Regions from separate parts of the Mus musculus genome. Here region 1 is linked to region 2. The links are chromatin contacts, called in public promoter capture Hi-C maps. All regions are on one chromosome and are shown on one strand. The core of a region is the stretch at or near the end of the contact, and the rest is flanking DNA. Distances in the headings are between cores, read along the strand shown.

What was found. Capture Hi-C pulls out chosen DNA fragments and counts their contacts.
Region 1: a promoter capture Hi-C map of adipose tissue shows a contact between it and region 2. The contact joins the promoter of Lst1 here to the promoter of Prrt1 in region 2. A contact is called at or near these places in 1 of 39 promoter capture datasets (liver), 1 of 115 datasets of contacts at active chromatin or transcription factors (pancreatic cancer cells) and 2 of 9 other capture datasets (adipose tissue and pancreatic islet).

Annotation. Positions count from the first base shown.
Region 1 is chr17:35,186,489-35,193,297 of GRCm38.p6, forward strand. It overlaps Lst1 (leukocyte specific transcript 1), which reads right to left and starts at 1,952. Exons shown (of 4, transcript NM_010734.2): 1 at 1,869-1,952; 2 at 458-553; 3 at 97-116. The coding sequence starts at 1,902.
Region 2 is chr17:34,626,659-34,633,737 of GRCm38.p6, forward strand. It overlaps Prrt1 (proline-rich transmembrane protein 1), which reads left to right and starts at 2,906. Exons shown (of 4, transcript NM_030890.2): 1 at 2,906-3,046; 2 at 3,975-4,513; 3 at 5,112-5,297; 4 at 5,426-6,468. The coding sequence starts at 3,028. The coding sequence ends at 5,602. It overlaps Ppt2 (palmitoyl-protein thioesterase 2), which reads right to left and starts at 777. Exons shown (of 9, transcript NM_001302396.1): 1 at 667-777; 2 at 147-337. The coding sequence starts at 329.

The DNA of each region.
Region 1 (6,809 bases), core at 702-3,201, 560 kb after region 2:
TCGCCCCCTTGCCCCCAGCCGCCACTTCCTTCCCCGCCCCTTCATCTGCTCCACCCCTCACCCTTCCCCCTTGTCTCCTCGTCCCCCCAGACTCACATTCCTTTCCAGTCTCTTCACTAGAAGAAAAAAAAAATGGTTCAGTAAGACCCCTTCCCTGACCCCCCCCCCCGCCAGAATGGCACCCCACATTGGCTCATCCATCCTAGGACAGCACCTCTCATTGAATCTGCTACCTCAGAATAGCACCCCACCCCAGGCCCCCAACGCCAGAGCAGCAGGTCTCCACCCCAGAACTGCCTTCCACAACACACCTACTGGAGCCCCACCCCTCCAACCTCGCTGGTTGCCATAGGAACCACAGCCAAAACCTGGGTCTTTTGGACAACTCTGGCCTTTTCTAGCAGTAGGAAGGGTGTGGAGGGCAAGCTGTGGGTGACCGAGATGCTCTAGGGCTTACCTCTCTGACTGAACCGGCACAAGCAGATGAACAGGATGATGACAAGCAGGAGGAGGAGCCCTCCCAGTCCCAGGCTCCCATTTAGCAGGAAATCATCTGGAAGGAGTATCTCTGAGAGGGTTTTTTTTTTCCCCACCAATTTCCCAACCTCCTGGTTAAATGTAAGTTTCCTAGCTTCCTATATTTTTCCTGGGTCCCCCTTCCCCAATTTTTTATTTTATCCTATCTTCCTCTCCCCGATCAATCCTGTTTTCTATTTTTTGACAATTTCATACATATATAAAAAGTCTCAGCCGGGCGTGGTGGCGCACACCTTTAATCCCAGCACTTGGGAGGCAGAGGCAGGCGGATTTCTGAGTTCGAGGCCAGCCTGGTCTACAAAGTGAGTTCCAGGACAGCCAGGGCTATACAGAGAAACCCTGTCTCGAAAAACAAAACAAAACAAAACAACAAAAAAAAAGTCTCTTGGTCATTTCCAAAGCCCTTTCTCCCTCTCCCCCCTCCCAACCCATGTCTCTCCCACCTTTCTGTCACTTTATGTTGAGAGTCTCATGTATCCTGGGAGGCCTTAGATTCTCCTAGTAGCCGAGTATGCTTGACTTTCTGATCCTCACACCCCTGTGTCGTGTCTTAAGTGCTAGCTTGGCAAGAGTGTACTACCATGGCTGTTTTATGTGGCTCTGGGGTCAAAGCCAGGACCCTGCTATCCTCTCACAGTTTAAAATACAGGAAAATATACTCTAGGAGATTTTGAGGGGGGGGCGGTGTTGTATTTTTGTATTAGTTTTTGTTTGCTTGTTTTGTTTTGTTTTTAAAGACAGGGTTTCTCTGTGGAGCTCTGGCTGTCCTGGAACTCTAGACCAGGCTGGTCTTGATCTCACACACAGAGATCCTCCTGCCTCTGTCCGCCATCCCAACCCCTCCGGCCCTCTTGCCCCCTCACTCCCACCTCCCCCCACTCTGGGATTAAAGGTGTGCACCACCACTGCCTGGCTTTTTTTTTTTTTCTTTCTTTCTGCAGTATCTTCTATAGTTTAGGCTGCTTCCAAATTTCCTGAAGCCTCATGCAGAGACAAGTCATGTCCTTGATTTCTAGTCCTTCGGACCACCCCACCTCTCTGGTGCTGGGATTACAGGAGACACTATAACCCAGGGCTTCGTGCCTACACATTCATTACCCAGACATATTTGTTACCCAGACTTCAACTTCTCACTTCCTCTAGAGATTCACCTACCGGGTTACCTCTCCTGACTATGCTCACTCCCTACTGTTTCCGGGTCTCAGGAGGCCCCTCTTCCACCTGTACTGCCTCATTCTGACCACTTCTCCTAATCCTGAACCCTGCTTTTCTTCCCTCACTCTCCAGCCCTCACATCCCTCCCCTTTCCGAACGGAGGGGTCCCTACTTACTGGTTGTGCAATTGTTACCAGATCCCATTGTCATCAGACATAGTCCAGGGACTGAGAACAGGCCTGAAGGTCAAGACTAAACTAATCCCTCTTCTGCTGGGCTTAATAGCTTGGGTTAGTCACGTGCCCCCAAGTTCCCCATCTCTGAGGCAAGGGGCCCCTTTACAGTCCTCATCCTCACTGGGCTGGGGATTTTATGTTTGTCTTTTTCTCTTTTTTGTTTTTTTGGCTTTTTTTGGAGACAGAGTTTCTCTGTGTAGCCCTGGCTGTCCTGGAACTCACTCTGTAGACCAGGCTGGTCTCAAACTCAGAAATCCACCTGCCTCTGCCTCCCAAGTGCTGGGATTAAAGGCGTGTGCTACCACTGCCTGGCTTATGTTTGTCTTAACATATTGTGGTACCCATTTTCCAGGCCAGGAGCCCGAGATTTTAACAAGGAAAGCCCAACGCAGCCCTATTGGTAGAGATGGATCTCTGTGAGTTCAAGCACAGCCAGAGCTACACAGTGAGACCCTGTCTCAAGAAGCGAACAAAAGCCGGGGCGTGGTGGCGCACGCCTTTAATCCCAGCACTTGGGAGGCAGAGGCAGGCGGATTTCTGAGTTCAAGGCCAGCCTGGTCTACATAGTGAGTTCCAGGACAGCCAGGGCTATACAGAGAAACCCTGTCTCAAAAAAACAAACAAACAAACAAACAAAAAAAAACCCAAAAAAATAAAGAAGCAAAAGCCAAGGGAGACTCAGAAGTAGCAGAGAAAGTGTTTAGCTGTATTGCCCCCTCCCATTTACTCTGCCCCAGGCTGATGGGGGTGGGAAAGGCAGCGGGGGGGGGGGGCACTTGGAGGAAGCTGGAAACACTGCTCAATCCTGAATGCTGGTGAGAGGGCTGGTGAAGGCAAGGGAGCCAGGGTCTGGAGTAGTTGTGGGAACCACTGGGAAACCAGAGAGAAGGGTGCCCTTTCCCAGGAGGGAGGACCTTATTTGGCTGGTGTGGAGTAGTGGCTACCAAGAATGCTTTAACTTCCCCTTGGGTACTTCCTGCCCTTTAACTGCTGGTTCCTGTTTGAGGGTAGATAGAGGCCCCTCACTTGAGGGACAACAGCGTGAAACTCAGAACCTCCCAGTTATAAGGGGCATGCTGTAGGTTTGAGGGACCCCTGAGGAGCTGTGATGAATCAGGGACAGAACAGATTATTATTAGTAGTTATTATTATTAGCAGAATTTTGCTATGTAGCCCAGGCTGACCTGAGGCTCACCATCTTCCTGCCTCAGCCTGCAGAGTATACGGCGGGCCACCACTTTCAGCTGCAGCTTCTTTTCTTTGGAAAATGAAGGCACAAGAGCTCAGAGGGTAGGGTGTGAATGCAGATTCCTTCGGGTTCAGGGAACTCCAAATCCATAGTCTGGCCTCCATTTATCCCAGCAGGTTTCCCGTCTCATCCCGGATCTCCACCCACTCCCCGCTGACCCAGACTCTTGGTTTACAGTGGGGACACATTCAACTGTTCAGAGTGGAAAGAAGCTCCCCACCGCAGGCATTCTGCCCCTCCCGCAGTTTTAGCCTCTTTCCACTGCCTCTGTGCCTCCTTGCATCTAGGAGAGGAAGAATAGCCATTGGGAGATGGTGTTACATCTTTCCTTTGAGATTCCTAGATATCATTAGGGTGGTTACTCCCTCAGCCCCAGCCTCCCGGTTCACCCTGTACTGGTAAAGGAATGTCCACCTCCTCCAGGGGCCCCCTCTGCGGTGCCGCCTTAAGGTTCATCATCTTGTGGTTTGTGCATAGGCATGGGCTCCCAGCACCTCGAGTGCCAGATAACTCTGGGGTGTCTCAGGGCACCTCTCTTGGTGTCTGGCAGCTATATGCAGCAGGATATCGATGTGCTACCAAAGGAGTAGGGAAGTCAGAGGTAGTCAGACTAAATCTGCTAACAGATGCTGACAGGAAGTGGGTGAGAGAAGCTGATGTTAGCAAAGCCTTGGGGCATCAAGGAGAACTTCCCACAGAAGGCAGCATTCTGGCATTGGCAGGAGGGCAGGAGGGACTGAGGTGAAGGTCTCTCAGTGCCACTGTGACCAAGAGAGAAAGGGGTGTAGAAGACTACACCCCAATCTTTGAACAGAGAGGAAGCTGGTAGCTAGGATGGAGACAGAGGTGGGTGAGTCTGGTGCCTGGGTCCCTATGCATGTTTTGTTAACCAAATTCAGGGACTTTGTGGTACTCCCCCCCCAGTGTTTCCCCCAGAACAAATGGGGATCACAATCTAAGTGGGTTTCTTCTTTTTTATAGTTTATAATTACATTTTTTTTAAAATTTTTAAACATTGGGTGAGGAGAGAGCTCTGTTGGTAAAAGCACTGGCCGCACAAGCATGAAGAACTGAGTTCGAGTCCCCAGGGCCCACATAAAGATGGGTGTGGCAACCACTTGTGAAAGTCCATGTTCCTAGTATGAGATGGGAGATGTGGAAAACTGAGAATTCAAGGAAGATCGCAGGGGATGGGGTGTCCGGCCTAGAATGTTCAGAGAAGATCGAAATTAGACCCTGTCTCAGATAAGGTGGTGGGCTGGCCGGGGTTAGCATTTGACGTGACTGTGAACTCATACTGAAAAACACACATGCGTGCACACTCACACACACACACACACACACACACACACACACACATACACACACACACACACACACATACACACGCGCGCACAAAGGTCAAACATCTAGAAAAACTGAACCTTACAACAAATTCATATACATATATATCATATATATATTTGACCAAGCCAGCTCAGTCAATCAACAGGGTCTCAAGGGAGGGAGTGAAGATTGAAAAGAAAAAGGCAAAGCCAGGCATGGTGGCACACACCTTTAATCCCAGCACTCAGGAGGCAGAGGCAGGTGGATTTCTGAGTTTGAGACCAGCCTGGTCTACAAAGTGAGTTCCAGAACAGCCAGGGCTACACAGAGAAACCCTGTCTTGAAAAAAAAAAAAACAAAACAACAACAACAACAACAACCCCCCCCCAAAAGGTAATTAGACAAAACTATAACAAGACTCCAGCCTGCACTGAGGCTGAAGCGGGTTTATTTCTCTCCAGCCTGCTTTGATATCATTTTAGGTACATAAAAACAAAAAACCAAAAAACAAACAAAAAAACCCCCCAAAAAACCATGGGCAGTTCTTAGAGCAAAGACAAAGTAATCAAATGAAGTAGTAAACAAGGAGATCACACAAGGTAATAATTAAGTAAAAAACTAAAAACAAAGCCCCATGACCCCTGTTTCTAATATTCTTATCTGAGCCTACTTCCTTGTCCAAGCCCAGTGACAAGCCAAATTCCTAGAATCGGCACCAAAAGCTCTCAGAGCTCTCAATATGTGTGTGTGTGGTGTGTATTATATAATTTGTTTTTATTTTAAATTATATTTGTGTCCATGTATGCATACAAACTTGAATGCAAATACCATCAGAAACCAGAAGAGGGCGTTGGATCCCCTCAAGCTGGAGCTATAGGTTACCTGACTAGGGTGCTGGAACCTGAACTCAGGCCCTCTGCACGAGCTGCAAGTGCTCTTAACTGCTGCACCATTTCTTCAGGTCCCATAAGCATAGTCTTAGCACCTAGATCATTGGTTCTCAACCCATGGGTCCCAACCCCACCACACCTCAGACATCCTGCATTTGAGACATTGACACTATGATTTGTAACAGTTGCAAAACCACAGTTATGAAGTAGCAACAAGGTAACTTTATGGCTGGGGGGGTCAGCACAACATGAGGGACTCTATTTTTTTTTTTTTTTTTTTAAAGATTTATTTATTTATTTATTTATTTATTATATGGAAGTACATTGTAGCTGTCTTCAGACACTCCAGAAGAGGGAGTCAGATCTCGTTACGGATGGTTGTGAGCCACCATGTGGTTTGCTGGGATTTGAACTCTGGACCTTCGGAAGAGCAGTCGGGTGCTCTTACCCACTGAGCCATCTCACCAGCCCCGAGGGACTCTATTAAAGCGTTGCAGCATCAGGAAGTTTGAGAACCACTGACCTAGATCTATAAGCAACACTTTGCTGAGTCACATGCCTCCCTCTCCTTTGTTTGTTCAGTTTTGTTTAAGATTTATTTATTATTATATCTAAGTACACTGAAGCTGTCTTCAGACACACTAGAAGAGGGTGTCAGATCTCATTACAAATGGTTGTGAGCCACCATGTGGTTGCTGGGATTTGAACTCAGGACCTTCAGAAGAGCAGTCAGTGCTCTTAACAGCTGAGCCATCTCTCCAGCCCCTTTGTTTGTTTGTTTGGGTTTTTGTTTTTGTTTTTTTTTTGAGACAGGGTTTCTCTGTATAGCCCTAGCTGTCCTGGAACTCACTCTAGACCAGGCTGGCCTTGAACTCAGAAATCCACCTGCCTCTGCCTCCCAAGTGCTGGGATTAAAGGCGTGCGCCACCACTGCCCTTTGTTTGTTTTCAAGACCAGGTTTTTTCTCCCTGTGTAGCCCTGGCTGTCCTGGAATGTGCTCTGTAGACCAAGCTGGCCTTGAACTCTGATCAGTCTGCCTTTGCCTCCTAAGTGAATGCATGTTGGTTCCTTCTTTCCTTCTTGAGACAGGTTCTTATGCATCCCAACCTGGCCTCACGCTTGCCAACTAGTGAAGGATGACCATGGGTTTCTGACGGTTCTGCTGGGATTACAGGCCCGCAGCACCAAGCCTGCTTGATTTCGTGCTGGGGACAAAGCCAGGGCCCTGGGCATGCAAGGCCAGTGCTCTCCCATGAACCACAGCCCTGAGCTACTTCTCATATCTTTCCAGGTTGTGACTATTACCTCATGTTACCGCTGAATTGTTCAAGTTAGTCTTTGTTTCCTCTTTTTTTTTCCTTGCCTCAGGAAGACAAAATTTACATCTAGTAAAATGTATGAAGCTGGAATTAGTTC
Region 2 (7,079 bases), core at 1,656-4,155:
ACTGTGCTTGCAGGAACCCCCATCCCTCAGCTCTCCCCGTGCGGGGAGCAGTACCCTGAAAACTAGCCTAGAGGGGCTGGCTGTCTTTCATCTGCCCACGCTTCCTCCCCCAGCCACTTTATATCCATTCAGTATCCCCCACAGACCTCATTGATATAGTCCAGCAGGTGGCGGAAGCTGTATGAACTGTCAAAGAGCCCGTGCACCACGATCACGGGCTTGTAGGACCCGCGGTGGGCTGCGGGGGCTGCGGGCATCAGCAGCGGCAGGAACGGCAGGAGAAGCAAAGCCCAAGCCGAAGGAAGCCTCTGCCTCCATAGCCCCGGCATGCTCCCACCTGAGAAGGAACGAGAGGCCGTGAGGGAGACGACGCCTCTCCACTCCCAACAGACTCACAGCAAGCAACTCTCCGGCCTCCGCTCCTACTCCTGGTCCGTATGAGGGAAGGCTACTTTTAACTTACTCCATCCAGATGGCTCGGCACAAACACCTACCACCTCCATGCACCAATGCTCACCCTAAGTCCCGCCCCCAACTTGGCGCCCAAGGGACTTTGTCCCAAGGCCCAGGATCTCCCTTAAGCATCACCTCGGCCATTCACTACTCTGGGATCTGCAAAGGCCGGGGAACAGCGGCCCAGGACACACGGAGAGTGGAAACTCCCACCTGGTCTGTGTCTGGAGGCTTCGTTCCGCCAGCTGTTTACTTGTACCTAGTCTGTAATCCACCGGATACGGGGATAGGGGGACAAGGAGAGCGCGCAGTGGGATGACGGACGGGGCGCGGGGGGGGGGGGGGGGGTGCTGCTCGGGGTCGCGCAAAGCCGTCACGTCCGGGACTTTCCCTGGCAACAGGGCGAGCGTCCCCTGCAACGCGGACAGCGGACCGGAGGGGCAATGGAACATTCCATTGCACCCAAAGAACTGGGGAGGAAATAGACAGAGCGATCCATTTAGCCGGATGGGGAGAGGCAACAGCAGAAAAAGATAATACTGGGTTTCTAAAGAAGGCATTCCTAGGCTTCAGCTGCATCCAGCCACCCAGGGGTGCAACTTCCCCTCCTTAATGCGGCCCACTTTCCAATCCAGGCTGTCTGGCTTCGTAGCAGAGCCCAAGAAAACGTGCGAGGGGGGAGGTTAGGACTGACGAAAGGCGACTCCCGCTTCTATCGCTGGACGCCAGGCTTGTGTTAGGCCAGAGTGCCAGGCCGATCACAGCTGAAGAGCCCCTCTTCCCACTCCTGCCTGCCCTCCCGCTCCGGATCAGCGCCTTACAACTCTTCACTTTGAAGTGCGTGTTGTGCCCTTGTCTCCGGAGACGCCGAGAGTCCTCCAGGCCCCTCAAGTGAAGTGCAGCCTGACCCAGTTTCTCTGGCCCTACTTTTATCTCCGCATTCACGACCCACCCTCCCGGACCCACCTTATATGGGCGTGGGGCCCCGTGGGCTTCAAGGACTCACCACAGGATTTCCACCAGTCTTTCAATCCTGAGCGACCCCGACAAACTGCTCCTCAGATCCCTGCGGGCTGCTGGCGACACAAACCCTGCCAGTGCAGGCAGACTTCCTCCCCGCTGCGGGCGCTGGCACCACTCGGCCTACCCGTGACCCCTACGGCGCGCCGGAGTGCCAGGGAATAGCCTTTATCCGTCAGTGCTTTTACTTAGCAATTAAATAAGTTTGCAGGGTTTCTGAGCTTCAAGGCCTGTACTCAGGGACTTTGTTTAATCTGAACTTAATAAAACCAGAAGCGTGTATTGAAGATGGTGTGGGAGGGATGGGTCCAAGGTTCCCTCTGATCCATGCACGGTTGAAAAACCAGAACCACCGGTATGAGGCCGTGGGTAAAAATTTCTCAGACCTGGAACGGGCTCAAGCCAGGGCTTTGGAGACTGCTCTCCAGGACGCCACCAGAGGGGCTTTGTCCTAGAGCAACTGTCTCTGGAGAGAGTTGGAAAATCCTAAAGGGGTGTTTCTGATTCTCCTGCTAGGTTTCTGCAAAAAAGGCTCAACTGGTGTAACCTCTGTAGAGGGCCTATCCTTACCCCACCTCCCCACCCACGCCCTTACAAGACACAAAAAGCAAATAAAAAGAGTGGAAGTCACCGCTGTGTCTTGGGTTGACTCCGGGGGTGGATCTGCGTCTTGGGGCAGGAGGAGGGGGGAGAGAGGGAGTGCTTTAAGGAGAGGTTGTGACTGCTGACTGGACCAAGAACTCTTCAGCCCCCAACAAGCACGCTTTTCCAAACCTGCCTGTCACAAACAAGCAATTAGAGCTTGCTTCCCTCTGATGAAGCATTTCAGCTTCTTATAACCCTAGAGAAAGAAGGTACCTGTGTACCCCCACAGGCGCTTTCTTTTTCTCCTTTTCTTTAGCCACAGTCAGCATCTTACCTCTATTGTCAGGCTGTATATGGGGGAGGGGGGGTCTGAACCTCTTGGTTCCACTCTTTGTACAGTTCTGTCTCACACCTGGAGAAACCTAGAACTATCTTGCAGGATGTTCTGAGGGAAACTGAGGGAGCAACCCCATGGATGAGCAGGGACTGCTTGAACGGGGTCTGGAGATAAGTGTGGTAAATCCATTGAGCTGGCTTCTTCTCACAATATAATCACTACAGCGAGTCTTTGCGGGAGAGGCTCTAGAGATTTCTCCCTCCCTCCCTCCTTCTCTTAGTCCCACCCGCCTTGCCTGGTCTTGCCTCCCGGTTTCCATGACAACTCCAAGGGAGCTAAACTGGGGGCTTGACTGCCAGGGTGAGAGGAGGAAAGAGGTGGTCCAGAAGCAGAGAGAAACCGAGTTTTTCGGGGGGAGACTTCTGAAGCTCTCCCCCATCCCTGCCTCGGTCCCTTTAAGCTCCCCCCCAGCCACCCCCCCCCCCCAACACACACTGTCTTCATCTCTCCATTTCCGCGCTGCTGCTGCTACCGCCGCTGCGCCATCCCGGACTGAGACACTAAGACTCCTGCGCCAGCAGTCAGGGGGCCCTGACTCCAGCTTCAGAGACCCTGTCCCAACGATTGCAAACATGTCGTCAGAAAAGTCAGGTAAAAAAAAAACTATATATATATATATCCCTCCCCCAACCCCCTCTGTCATCTCCTACCTAACCTCCACTTGCCCTAATCCCCTTCTTTGACCCCCTCTGGGATGTTGTGTGGCTCAGTTCCATTCCTTCTCTCCATGCATACCCCACCCCCTCCCCTTTCTATATCCCATCCTTCTCTTCCTTCGGGTCAGTCTGCCTCTGTCCCTTGGTCCCTTGTCAACAACATGGGGGGGGGGTGCAGTTTTGAAATGGAAAGGGAGGCAGAGCCAGGTTCTGCAGGGACATCATCCCTGGGAGTGACAGATGGACAGTCACCGGTTCAGTGGCATGGAGACACCCAGTGGAAAAATAACGGAGACTTAATCAGACTGGGTTGTTGGGAAAGTAATATCTAGAAGACAATTTTTTTTCTTCTTTGAGATGAGATTCCCCTCTGTAGCCCAGGCTGGTCTTGAACTTCCCAGTTCTTCACCCTTCCCCGGCTGCTTCACAAGTACAAGGATTACAGGCATGAACCACTATGCCTAGTCCCAGAAGCTTTGTCATGGACCTTAACGGAGGCCCATGAGATTCCCAGGTAACTCCACCTGAAGCAAAGTGGAAATGTTAAACTGAGCGTGCATGACCCCTGTGACACGACCACATGTGCAGGAAGAGGGGACAGCTGGCTCAGAGACAACCCTGAATGAGGGTTGTGGTTGACAGCAGCGGAGCCTGGGAGGAGCTGTGACAGTTGTGACGGCAAAACTAGATTGGGGCCAGGTGGCCTACATACAACCCCTTCCCTGACCCCAAAATGGGAGATGTCGTCTCGGCTGTATCTCCCTCGCTCTTTCTCCATCTCTTGCTGTCTCATGTCTCTTACCCTTCTGATCTCTGCTGTCTTCTCTCTCCCCTTATCCTCTCCTCGGCTTTTCCATGGCCAGGCCTTCCAGACTCGGTTCCCCACACTTCACCGCCGCCCTACAATGCCCCCCAGCCACCGGCCGAGCCCCCCATCCCGCCCCCACAAACGGCCCCATCCTCACATCACCACCACCACCACCATTACCACCAGTCTGGCACCGCCACCCTCCCGCGCTTAGGAGCAGGTGGCCTGGCCTCTGCTGCGGCCAGTGCTCAACGCGGTCCTTCGTCTTCCGCCACGCTACCGCGGCCCCCCCACCATGCCCCGCCCGGCCCCGCCGCTGGGGCTCCCCCACCCGGCTGTGCTACCTTACCCCGCATGCCACCCGACCCTTATCTGCAGGAGACTCGCTTCGAGGGTCCACTTCCCCCACCACCGCCTGCGGCCGCCGCCCCGCCCCCACCAGCGCCTGCCCCGACGGCCCAAGCCCCGGGCTTCGTGGTTCCCACGCACGCGGGGGCGGTGGGCACGTTGCCGCTGGGGGGCTACGTGGCGCCGGGCTACCCGCTGCAGCTGCAGCCGTGCACTGCTTATGTCCCTGTGTATCCGGTGGGCACGGTGAGTGTGGGGCTGATAAGATCTAGGAGGACAGGGAGGCAGGTGCAACAGGGACACGCGGGAAGCTGGGAGAGAGTGAAACAGAACCAGATCGACCGCCAGCCGTTCTGGTAACAACCCCTAGTCAGAAGAGTAGAAAGAGAAGAGACAGTGGATAGGAAGGTGGTGGACCTGGGGCGAGGGGTGGGGAGAGTGAGGGGGCAGGTTGTCAAAGGTCAAGGTTTGGGAGGTGGTTCAGAAGGCAAGAGGAGGTCTGACTTGACTTGGAGGGAGAGGAAGAAATGGATCCTGGGAAGCCAGGGGTAGAAGGGGGCAGAAGCCTGAGCCTGGAAATGCTAACGAGGATGGAAACAAGACCGGAAGGGCAGGCAGACCCAAAAGCTGTACCTTGTAAGACAGTGTGGGAACTTCCACGAATATAGAAGTTAATGATACCATGAAGGGAGGCCTAGGCCGATTTTACTGTCAGAAAGGATAGGGGGTGGATTCTAACCCCCTTTAACCTTAGAATGGTGTTTTTAAAAAAACCTCTCTGCCAATTGGCCAAGCAGCAAGACTGTAGTGTGACAGTCCCTTTCCCCCACTGTCCTTGCCACAGCCCTACGCAGGCGGGACCCCCGGGGGTCCTGGAGTGACCTCCACTCTGCCCCCGCCGCCCCAGGGCCCAGGATTGGCTCTGTTGGAGCCCAGGCGTCCGCCACACGACTACATGCCCATCGCTGTGCTGACCACCATCTGCTGCTTCTGGCCCACAGGCATCATCGCCATCTTCAAGGCCGTGCAGGTGTGGGGTTGACCAGGGTTTTCTTAGTCTGGGGCATTCTGGACTTATTCTCAGAGGGGAGGCTGTGGCGGGTGAGCAGTGGCTCTCTGACCCCCCCCCCCCCCCGTTCCCTCGCCCCTCCCCGGTAGGTGCGCACGGCTTTGGCCCGCGGAGATTTGGTGTCTGCCGAGATCGCTTCACGCGAAGCCCGGAATTTCTCCTTCATCTCCCTGGCCGTGGGCATCGCAGCCATGGTGCTTTGTACCATCCTCACTGTAGTCATCATCATCGCCGCCCAGCACCACGAAAACTACTGGGATCCCTAAAAACGTCCCCATCTCGGCCCCACTCCGTGCCCCCCAACCTCCCAGGCGCGTCGCGCAGTTCTGCCGCCTACCCAACGCGCGCCCTGCACAGCCTCCTGAGGCGCCGCTGGACGTCCAGACATCATAAACTCCGCCCCCACGGAACCTCTGGCCCAGAGAGTACGCTCAGTTCCTCAGGAACCCCTCTAACACCCACATCCTCAGCGGCACTGGAATCCGCGCCAAACCCCAATCCTCCAGTCGCCCTAGTTTCCCACCCCATCAAAGTGCAGTGCCAGGGGAGGAGCTCTCCTCGTCTCCTCTCCCCAGTAGGAGTCAGGTCCCAGAAGCCCTGCCTCATCTATGAGCTCCACCCCAACTCCCACAAACCCCGCCTCCAGGTCGGCAGGCCCCGCCTTCTTTTTCGTCTTTTGGGGTGTTCAGTCTGATGATTGGGTCTGTGAATCCAGGCCCAGCTCACATACAGACGGACTCATTCCCCCTACCTCCCTAAAAGGACTCAGCCTTGGGAGAACTACACCCCCACTCTGGCTCGGATTTTTTGCCAGTGAGGATTTTTCTTTTCCCCCCACCCCATCTCTGCCTATTTTCTTGCTAATTACAGAACTTCCCGTTTTGCTGCTTTTGGAGTGAGATGTGGGAAGTTCCTGGTTTAGTACCCCTCACCCTGGAAAAAGAACCAAGTCCCTGCAATGTAAATACCCTTTCTACCTGTGCCAACCCCTGGTCAGTGGGGGCAGAAGAGAATCCAGGGTTAAAGGGAGGGAGTCGACGCTCCCCGGCCCTCCCCTCAGCCCTAGACTTGTTTTGATCTGTGTGTGCCGTGTGTGAACTTCCACGAGACAGTATTAAAAACATTTTAGTGGATTTATCACCCGCAGTTCCAAAGACCACAGCTCAGAGAACACCCAGCGTTCTGTTCCCGGTTCACTTTTCATCTTGTCGTCCCCCCAAACCGGTGGGGGGGTGGGGGTGGGGGGTGGCGTGGCACCAGCAGAGAAAAAAAGTCAGAGGAGATAGTTTCCCATGCCAACAGAGAAAAGAGGGACCCCCAAGCTTTACTGTAGGTCCTTAGCCCTAGCATCTGGGAGGAGAGTCAGGAGTTCAAAGCCGTACTCTACTCTGTAGAAAGTTAGAGGCCAGTCTGGGCTACAGTGAACCCTGCCACCAAAAAGAGAGAGAAGGAACTGGGCTGGAGAAGACCTAGAGTGTTACTACCAAGGGGGTTTCCAATCCCACTTCTCCCTCCCTCCTACACTGGGCTTGGGGCATTGGGGAAGAGGGTCTTGCGAAGATGTGGATGATGGCAGACCACAGTGAAGAAGCTAATCAAAGATGGGGTGCCTGGAGCAGGGGAAGAACAGCAACTGCTCAGTGCTCCTGGCCTGAGGCTGGACAACTTACATCAGAGTCCCTCGTGAAGGCAAGGAGCAGAGAGCCCTGGGAGCACCTGGGAGGACGGTCAGCAGAGCCTCTA